Linked DNA regions of Macaca mulatta: region 2 is linked to region 1. Evidence: chromatin contacts called from public Hi-C data. All regions are on one chromosome and are shown on one strand. The core of a region is the stretch at or near the end of the contact, and the rest is flanking DNA. Distances in the headings are between cores, read along the strand shown. Region 1 holds the start of GRM4 (glutamate metabotropic receptor 4). Region 2 holds the start of BAK1 (BCL2 antagonist/killer 1).

Region 1 (4,447 bases), core at 1,160-3,659:
TGCATGCCAGGTGCTCATCAGAGTCTCCACAACAGCCCTGTGATGGACTGGCCAGCGCAATGATTCCACTCCACAAATGGGGAAGCTGAGAGGCACGGAGGAGGGACGGTCCAGGGGTTAGCCTCTGTGGTGCGACCCTGGAGACCTCCTCACCCACTGAGACATACGGACTCTACCCTGGACAAGAAGGGACCTGGGCAGAAAACCCAGGGCTCCCCAACGCACACACCCAGCTCAATCCTATATCCCCACCCCTGGGCCTCTCCTCAGCCCTCCCTATATCTGGGATCTGCATCACCCCTTCAGGGTACAGACACGAACGCAGGGCCCAGAGAGGCCAGGGCTGCACAGAGATTTCATGCCCGGCTCAGTCTCTGCCCTCAGTCCCTGCCCCAGATTCCGGCCAGCCCAGCTTCAAGTCTCCATCCCCCACACTCCAGGCATCTCCATCCTCAGCTCTGTCTCAGGACTGCTGGGGACCCCAAGACTGCCTTGGCTTGCCCCCACCAAGTGCTCCCCACCTGCTGACAAAACTGAATCGCCTTCCCAGGGGCAAAGTGTTTTTCCCAAACACTGCAGAGGTCATGGCTGATGATAGATGCTCTCCTGTGAGCAGGTATGAGCAGGGAGAACAGAACCGCAGGAACCTTGGGGGCACAAAAGCAGAAGCCAGGACTGGGTGCGGTGGCTCACACCTGTAATGCCAGCATTTTGGGAGGCTGAGGTGGGAGGATCACCTGAGGTCAGGAGTTCAAGACCAGCCTGGCCAACATGGTGAAACCCCGTTTCTACTGAAAATACAAAAATTAGCCAGGCGTGGTGGCACATGCCTGTAATCCCAGCTACTGGGGAGGCTGAGGCATGAGAATCACTTGAACCTAGGAGACAGAGGTTGCAGTGAGCCGAGATCACTCTACTGCATTCCAGCCCAATAACAGAGTAAGACTATGTCACCAAAAAAAAAAAAAAGTAGAAGCCAGGAAAGACCCCCTGTATTCCTGGGAGGCCAGTGCCAGGTCCAGGACCACATGGGGTGTTTGGGACTGTCAGTGGGTGCGGGCTGACCCTGGCACAACACTCCCCCAGGTGTCACGCTCTATGTTAAAAGCTAGGCTCTTTCCATAGCCACATTCAGCCACATTCAGCCTGGGCTGTGACGTTCACCACTGCATGGGCACTTGACCTCTCCAGCCCAGGTTTCCTCATTGATAAGGAGAGGAAGATAAAGCCCACAGCTCAGGCTGCTGCGATGGCCCTGTGAGATGGTGAGCGCGGCTCCCCGCACATACCTCCCCTCAGCGCGGTCCTGCTCCCCCACCCCAGCCCAGCCCAGCCCCTGGGCCCTCAACTCTCCTTCTCACCTCTGTGGCCAAATTACCTTCTCTTCTGCACCCAAAAACCCCCTCCCCAACCTTCAAGGCCCAGGTTAAGCAGCACCCCTAGTCCAGAATTCCGAGGCATCCCGCTCGCTGGTCTGCCTTCCCAGACCGGGAAGAATGTGCCCCTTCCCACCCCATTTCTTTGGTCCAGCTGGTTTACAGTCCTTGGGCAACAAATGTGAAATGGGTGGGTGGTTGCATGGACAGACAGATGGGAGGTTAGATGGACGGATGGTCCTGACCACACACACACACACACACACACACACACTCTTAGACCTCAGGAAGCTCGTGGGAAATGTGGGATAAAAAGCAGCAGCAGGGCAGGGAGGACACACGTGGGGGGGGAGTTGGCACCCCGGCCCGGCTCTCTGTGCCTGCAGAAGGGGGTGCCACTGCCCCAAGCAGGCACCCTGCGCCGGCCTCCTTAGAATGGAGGGCCAGTTCAGCCACCCCAGAAACGCGGCGAGATCGCTGTGAAGAACGTGAGGAGCCTCGATTCCAGCGCACCCGAGCGCGGGCCCCGCGCCCCACGAGCCGGGCTCCCCATCGCGGGCCAGCACCGCCGCCCGGTGGCCGAACGCCCTCACTGCACCCAGCGGCCGGGCCTGGGGCGGGTCCGAGAGGGACCCAGGCCCAGTCTACGCCTCCCGCAACGCTGGGCGCCTCCCCGTCCCACGCCGGGGGACACGCCCGGATTGAGAGGCTTGTTTTTCACCTGAGCAGATTCCGGAAGGAGGCAGCGGGGGCGGCGGGGGTCTATTTCAGGGCTGTTTCCCAGCTGGGCGGCCACCCCCTCGGATTCGTGCGCGGCCAAGCTCACCTGCTCTCCTGGCAGGGAGGGGCCTCTTATGCGCACCCACACACACCGGCAAAATCCAAAGGACCTGGGTGGGAGGCGGCAGGTGAGGTTTCCTTGGTGGGAGGAAGGTGGGGTACAGGGGTGGGGTGCGATGCAGAGGCATGGAGGGGAGCAAGGAGGGGCGCGCCAGCCGCAGGAAGCTGCAACTCCAGGTTCCCAAGCCGGCATCCTCCCACTCTCAGCATCCCCTGAGCTCCCTCTGTGTGCCAGGCCGGCGGTTCGCAACCTCGATGCACACTGGAGTTACCTGGAGAGCTTTAAAATTTCCCTGTGTCCAGGCCGCATTCCAAACCAATTAAAATCTGTTTTTTGTTTGTTTGTTTGTTTGTTTGTTTTGGGACAGACAGGGTCTCGCCATGTTGCCCAGGCTGGTCTTGAATTCCTGGGCTCAAGCGATCCTCCAGCAAAGCGCTGGGATTACGGGAAGGAGCTGCCGCGCCGGCCTAAACCAGACTGTGTGCGGGAGGACCTAGGCTCCAGCTATCCCAGATGATGCCAGGTGCAGCTACGCCTGAGACCTCCATGCCAGGCATTACAGGCGCTGCCAGGCATTACAGGCGCTGCCAGGCATTATAGGCACAGCGTCGGCAGGCTCTGGCATGGGGTAGCCCCTTTCATCCTCACCACAACCCCAGAGGTACATAGCGAGGTCTCTATCTTCAGAAGCTCAGAGAGCTTAGCCGGGAATTGGGCTTCAACCCCCTATGCCCAACCCTGTGCCATGTCTGTCCAGGCAAACTAAAGCTCCATATGCTGAGAGAGATTGTCACTAACATGCATCATTACTTGTGCAATATTTTAATATTTTTACTAATTATACAGCCATGTCCTCCCAGGGGCCCAAGCGCTGAGGACAGAGGGACAGAGTGGAGAGCCAGGGCAGGCAGGCACTCCATGAAAAGAGATATTTTAGGCCGTGTGCAGTGGCTCATGCCTGTAATCCCAACACTTTGGGAGGCTGAGGTGGGTAGATCATCTGAGGTCAGGAGTTTGAGACCAGCCTGGCCAACTTGGCGAAACCCCCGTCTGTACTAAAAATACAAAAATCAACCAGGCGAGTAGTCCCAGCTTCTCAAGAGGCTGAGGCAGGAGAATCACTTAAAATCCAGGAGACGGAGGTTGCAGAGCCGAGACAGCGCCATTGCACTCCAGCCTGGGCGACAGAGCAAGACTCCATCTGAAAGAAAGAAAGGAAAAGAAAGAAAGAAGGAAAGAAGGAAGGAAGGAAGGTAGGAGGGAAGGAAGGAAGGAGCGAAGGAAGGAAGGAAAGAAGGAAGGAAGGAAGGAAGGAAGGAAGGAAGGAAGGAAGGAAGGAAGACAAAAGAGCTATTTTAAAATTTAAAAGTGCAAATGTCAAGGACTGTGTGGGTAGGGAGAGGTGTGTGTAAGTTTCACACACTGGAGCCAACTCCAGCTCAAGTGCTCCCAGCCCCTTTGCCTGAGAGGGAGAGGGCCCTGGGACCTCTGCCCTATTCCAGGCCCGTTAACAGAGCAGGATGTGAAAACTGCAGCACTAACAGCTGTGTATTGTCACCATCTGCCCCATTTGACAGACAAAGGGATTGAGTGGGAGATGTGAAGTGGTTTGTCCAAGGGCACTGGATGAATCTCCAAGTCCGGTCACTTCCAACTCCAAAACATATCCTGCATCTACACAACCACATGCGTGGAACTCAGAGGTAATATTGAGCAAAAGAAGCCAGACTCAAGCATACATACACAAACTCCATGTGATTCCATTTCTACAAAGTATAAAAACTGGCCTATAGTGAGAGAAGTCAGAATATTGGTTACCTTTGAAGTGGGCAGAGACCAAAAGGGACATGCAGGGGCCCCTGGGGGCTTCTTATGTTCTGTCCTTCACCTGGGTGCTGATGACATGGGTGTGTTCATGCTGAAAGTGTGTTTTGTTTCAATAAATACATGGAGTGGGGTGCAGTGGCTCATGCCTGTAATCCCAACACTTTAGGAGGCCAAGGCAGGAGGATCGCTTGAGCCCAGAAGTTTGAGACCACCCTGGGAAACATAAGAAGACCCTGTCTCTACAAAAAAAAATAAACAATAAAAAAAAATTAGTCAGGTATGGTGGCATGTGTTTGTGGTCACAGCTACTCAGGAGGCTGAGGTGGGAGGATCACTGGAACACAGGACGTAGGCTGCAGTGAGCTGAGATTGCATCACTGCCCTCCACCCTGGGTGACAGAGT
Region 2 (4,447 bases), core at 941-3,440, 570 kb before region 1:
GCAGTGCCCGCTGGCTCTCAAGCTCATACCACTCCTGGGGCAAGAGCCTGGGGGGTTTTAGCTGTTCCTGGGGCCTCCTGCAGCCCACCTAGCACATGCTTATTGCAAGCGAGCCACTGCCCAGCCAATGGCCCATGAAGGCTGCCCTCAGAGGCCCTACTTCCCTCTGGCTGGTCAGAACACACCTGTTTTTTAACTCTGGGCTGTTAGCCGCAAACATTTCCTGAGAGCCTAAGATATACTCTCCCACTTAGGAGCACTCTGGGTGTTGAACATTGAAAACTCACATGAACCCAGCAGGGTGAGCACCATCATACCCACTTTGCAGCCTGGAAAAGTGAGGCATAAAGAGTTGAGTGCCCGAGGTCACATCATTAGTGACGGAAAGTCGGGTTGTTTGTCTGAATCTCCATGAGTCCATGTACTCAACAAGCATTTAAGATTTCTTCTTGTTTGTGGACCTCAGAGGGTGTCCCTTCTCAGGGCAACTTTCCCTGTTTACCTCCTGCCTGTGCCTTCCTCACCCCTGCCTTGCAGTGACCGGAGGGAGCCCTCAGGATCAGGGCCTTCTTCGAAGCCCCACAACCTGCCTCGTATTCCCACCACACACCTAGTCTTCTGTCCCCAGCCAACTTTCCTCTTTGCCTGGTCCTGACCGCAGCACCAACGTGCTGTGACCCCTCATCAGGGCGTTTCCTGGATGTCAGCTGTTTCACTTTCAGTTTGCACCCCTCCCAGAGCCCCATTTCCCCAGGCACCCTCCGGCCCTCAGAAGGAAAGCGCCCTCCTCCTATCTCAGAGGGAGGGGGTGTGCAGCCCCACCCTGGGCCAAGCACACAGCCCCACCCCCACCGCCCAGGGCCTGGGGACCTTCGCCCACCCTCCTTCCGCTAGGCCTGGGAGTGTTTTCGAAACTGCCCCAAGAGCTCTCGAGAAGGGGTGGAGGAGGACTGGACCACCTGTGCCCTCACCCAGCTCCCCACTCCTTGCTCTGCCGGACACGGACAGGGCGAAGGCAGACTCTCCTTTCCTCCACCTCTAGGGGCAAGGCCTTGTTAAAACAGAACTTTGCAGCCGGGCACAGTGGCCCACGAGGTCAGGAGTTCAAGACCAGCCTGGCCAACATAATGAAACGCCGTCTCTACTAAAAATACAAAAATTAGCTGGGCATGGTGGCGCACGCCTGTAGTCCCAACTACTCGGGAGGCTGAGGCAGGAGAATCGGTTGAACCTGGGAGGCAGAGGTTGCAGTGAGCCGAAATCGCGCCACTGCACTCGACCCTGGGCAACAGAGTGAGACTCTGTCTCAAAAAACAAAAAATAAAACCCCCACCCCCCCGGAGCTCCTTAAATAAGATGGCCTTCCTTCTTCCCCAGTCTCCAGAACCCAGCACCCTCAGGACAGTAGGGCCAGAGGATGCTGACGGCACCCCCAACTCCCTCTACCAACAACCCAGGCTCCTGAGGGGAGCAGGTAGAGCCTCAGGACACCCCCCAAGGCCAGCAACCTATGCTGACTCAGGCCTAGCTCTGTCCCCCAATCCAAGTGGCCTAAATTCCCGGTGAGGGGAGCCACCCCCGACTTCCTGGGCTTGCTGGGCCCTGATGAATGTTCCCCAGGGATACATGCCTGGCCAGGCCCTGGACCCAGTCTAGGGATGTTGGGCAGCAGGAAGCGCTGAGAAAGTTCTCTCTCTGCCCTTGACCTTGGCTCTGACCTCCACCCCCATCTCCCAGACTGTTAAAGGACCCAGTTCTCACAGTTCTCCGGCATCCAGGGCTGGGGCAAGAGGGGAAGCTGTGAGGGGCAGCCAGAAGTAGGCTTGCCACGATCAGGTCCCCAGCCGGGCAGGCGGACCTGCCCAGGTAAGCTTTGAGCTTCCCCTTCCCCACCCGGCTCCTGGCAGGCTCCCTGCCCCACCCTGGGGCTGGGGCTGCTGAGATTTGGGAGGACGGGCAGGACCCTTCCAGCTTACCTGCCAGGATCCTGGCCCAACCCGGGTGGCTCAGCAGGGCAGAGAGAGAGGTCCCGAGGGGCTGGCGGCTGCTGCTCCCAGGGGCTGAGTGGGAGCTCGGCTTCCAGGAACAGGCGTCAGTGCATTCCTGGCATCTGGATGTAGCCTTTGCTTGTCCCTGTGCTGCCGAGGGACCCGCGAGACTCCAGTGATCATAGAGGTGCCAGCGGCAACCGGCTCCAATCAGCTCCCTCTAGAGGAAGTTGCTCTGTGGCCACCGGATGCAGACGCACAGGCCTGCAGCCCGGAGGGGTGATCTGGGTGGGCCAGGCCCAGGAGCAGCTCCCGCCCACTTTCCCCACCCCACCTCCCAGCCAGGCAGAGCGGCTGTCAGTGGCCCACTGCTTTTCCCATCCCTGATTCTCAATCCTTGTCTTTGATCTTCTCCCCCATCTCTACATCAATCAATACCAATAAAAAACCCAGGGTGAGAAGTTTCTTAAGCACTGCTGCATGCCTGGCACTTTAGCAACTATTGTCTCGTTGGATCTTCTCAACAACTCTTGTAAGTGAGTGCTGTTGACAATACCCATTCAGATGAACAAACAGAGGCTCAGCTGGTTTAAGGTGCTCTCTAAAGGTCACTGAGCTGGGTTAATAATCAGTTCTGGGCCGGGCGTGGTGGCTCATGCCTGTAATCCCAGCACTTGGGGAGGCTGAGGCGGGCGGATCACTAGGTCAAGAGATTGAGACCATTCTGGCTAACAAAATCAGCTGGGCGTGGTGGGCGGGTGCCTGTAATCCCAGCTACTTAGAAGTCTGAGGCAGGAGAATCGCTTGAACCCGGGAGGCGGAGGTTGCAGTGAGCCAGGATCGCACCATTGGACTCTAGCCCGGGGGACGGTGCAAGACTCCATCTCAAAAAAAAAAAAAAAAAAAAAAAAAAATAGTAATAATCAGTTCGGGCCGGGCGCGGTGGCTCAAGCCTGTAATCCCAGCACTTTGGGAGGCCGAGACGGGCGGATCATGAGGTCAGGAGATCGAGACCATACTGGCTAACACGGTGAAACCCCATCTCTACTAAAATACAAAAAAAATTAGCCGGGCGAGGTGGCGGTTGCCTGTACTCCCAGCTACTCGGGAGGCTGAGGCAGGAGAATGGCGTGAACCCGGGAGGCGGGGCTTGCAGTGAGCTGAGATCCAGCCACTGCACTCCAGCCTGGGCAACAGAGCCAGACTCCGTCTCAAAAAAAAAAAAAAAAAAAAAAATCAGTTCTGTAGTCGCGTTGGGGAATACTAATACTAAATTGAGATTCAACCTGCAATTCAGACCTGTGCACCATGCACCTTGGTGGTCTCTGGAGATCTGAAATCCTGAAGGTGATAGTGAAGTAAACGGAGATTAAAACTCAATAGAGGCCGGGCACGGTGGCTCACGCCTGTAATCCCAACACTTTGGAAGGCCGAGGTGGGAGGATTACTTGACCCCAGGAGTTCAAGACCAGCCTGGGCAACAAAGGGAGACCATGTCTCTACAGAAAAAAAAATTAAAAACTAGCTGGGTATGGTGGTTCACACCTGTGCGTGTGGTGGTCCCAGCTACCTAGGATACTGAGGCAGGAGGATCACCTGAGCTGAGGAAGTTGAGGCTGCAGTGAGCCATGTTTGCACCACTGCATTCCAGCCTGGGTGACAGAGCAAGACCCTGTCTCAACAACAACAACAAAAAAGGCAGCCAGCTGTGGTGTGTCACGCCTATAATCCCATCACCCCTCCAGGCTGCCTATAATCCCATCCCAGCCATTTGGGAGGCCAAGGCAAGAGAATCGCTTGAGGCCAGGTGCAGGAGTTCCAGGCCAGCCTGGGCAACAGCAATACCCTGCTTATATGGAAAAAAAAAAATTAGCAAAGCATGGTGGTGTATGCCTGTGGTCTTAACTACTGGGGAGGCTGAGGTGGGAGGATTGCTTGAGCCCAGGAGGTTGAGGCTGCAGTGAGCTGTGATCGTACCAGGGCAACAGAGGGAGAGTTCTGTCTAAAAAAAAAAAAAGGCCGGGCATGGTGGCTCCCGCCTGTAATCCCAGCACCTTGGGAGCCCTAGGCAGGCAGATCACCTGAGGCCAGGAGTTCAAGACCAGCTTGCCCAACACAGCGAAACCCTGTCTCTTTTAAAAATACAAAAAAGGGAGGCCGAGGCAGGCGGATCACGAGGTCAGGATATCGAGACCATCCTGGCTAACATGGTGAAACCCCCATCTCTACTAAAAATACAAAAAAATTAGCCAGGCATGGTGGCGGGTGCCTGTAGTCCCAGCTACACGGGAGGCTGAGGCAGGAGAATGGCGTGAACCCAGGAGGCGGAGTTTGCGGTGAGCCAAGATCACGCCACTGCACTCTGGCCTGGGCAGCAGAATGGCAACAGAATGAGACTCTGTTTAAAAAAAAAAAAAAATGGTCAGGTGCAGTGGCTCACGCCTGTAATCCCAGCACTT

What was found. Hi-C and Micro-C count contacts between places; a contact is called where the count stands out from the background.
Region 2: a contact with region 1 is called in a Hi-C map of fetal cortical plate, with 5 times the contacts expected there. The contact joins the promoter of BAK1 here to the promoter of GRM4 in region 1. A contact is called at or near these places in 3 of 14 Hi-C or Micro-C datasets (fetal cortex germinal zone, fetal cortical plate and liver).

What each region holds. Positions count from the first base shown.
Region 1 is chr4:148,134,572-148,139,018 of T2T-MMU8v2.0, reverse strand. GRM4 (glutamate metabotropic receptor 4) reads right to left here and starts at 2,409. Exons shown (of 9, transcript XM_078000155.1): 1 at 2,098-2,409. The coding sequence starts at 2,409.
Region 2 is chr4:148,704,147-148,708,593 of T2T-MMU8v2.0, reverse strand. BAK1 (BCL2 antagonist/killer 1) reads right to left here and starts at 2,190. Exons shown (of 6, transcript NM_001266731.1): 1 at 1,977-2,190.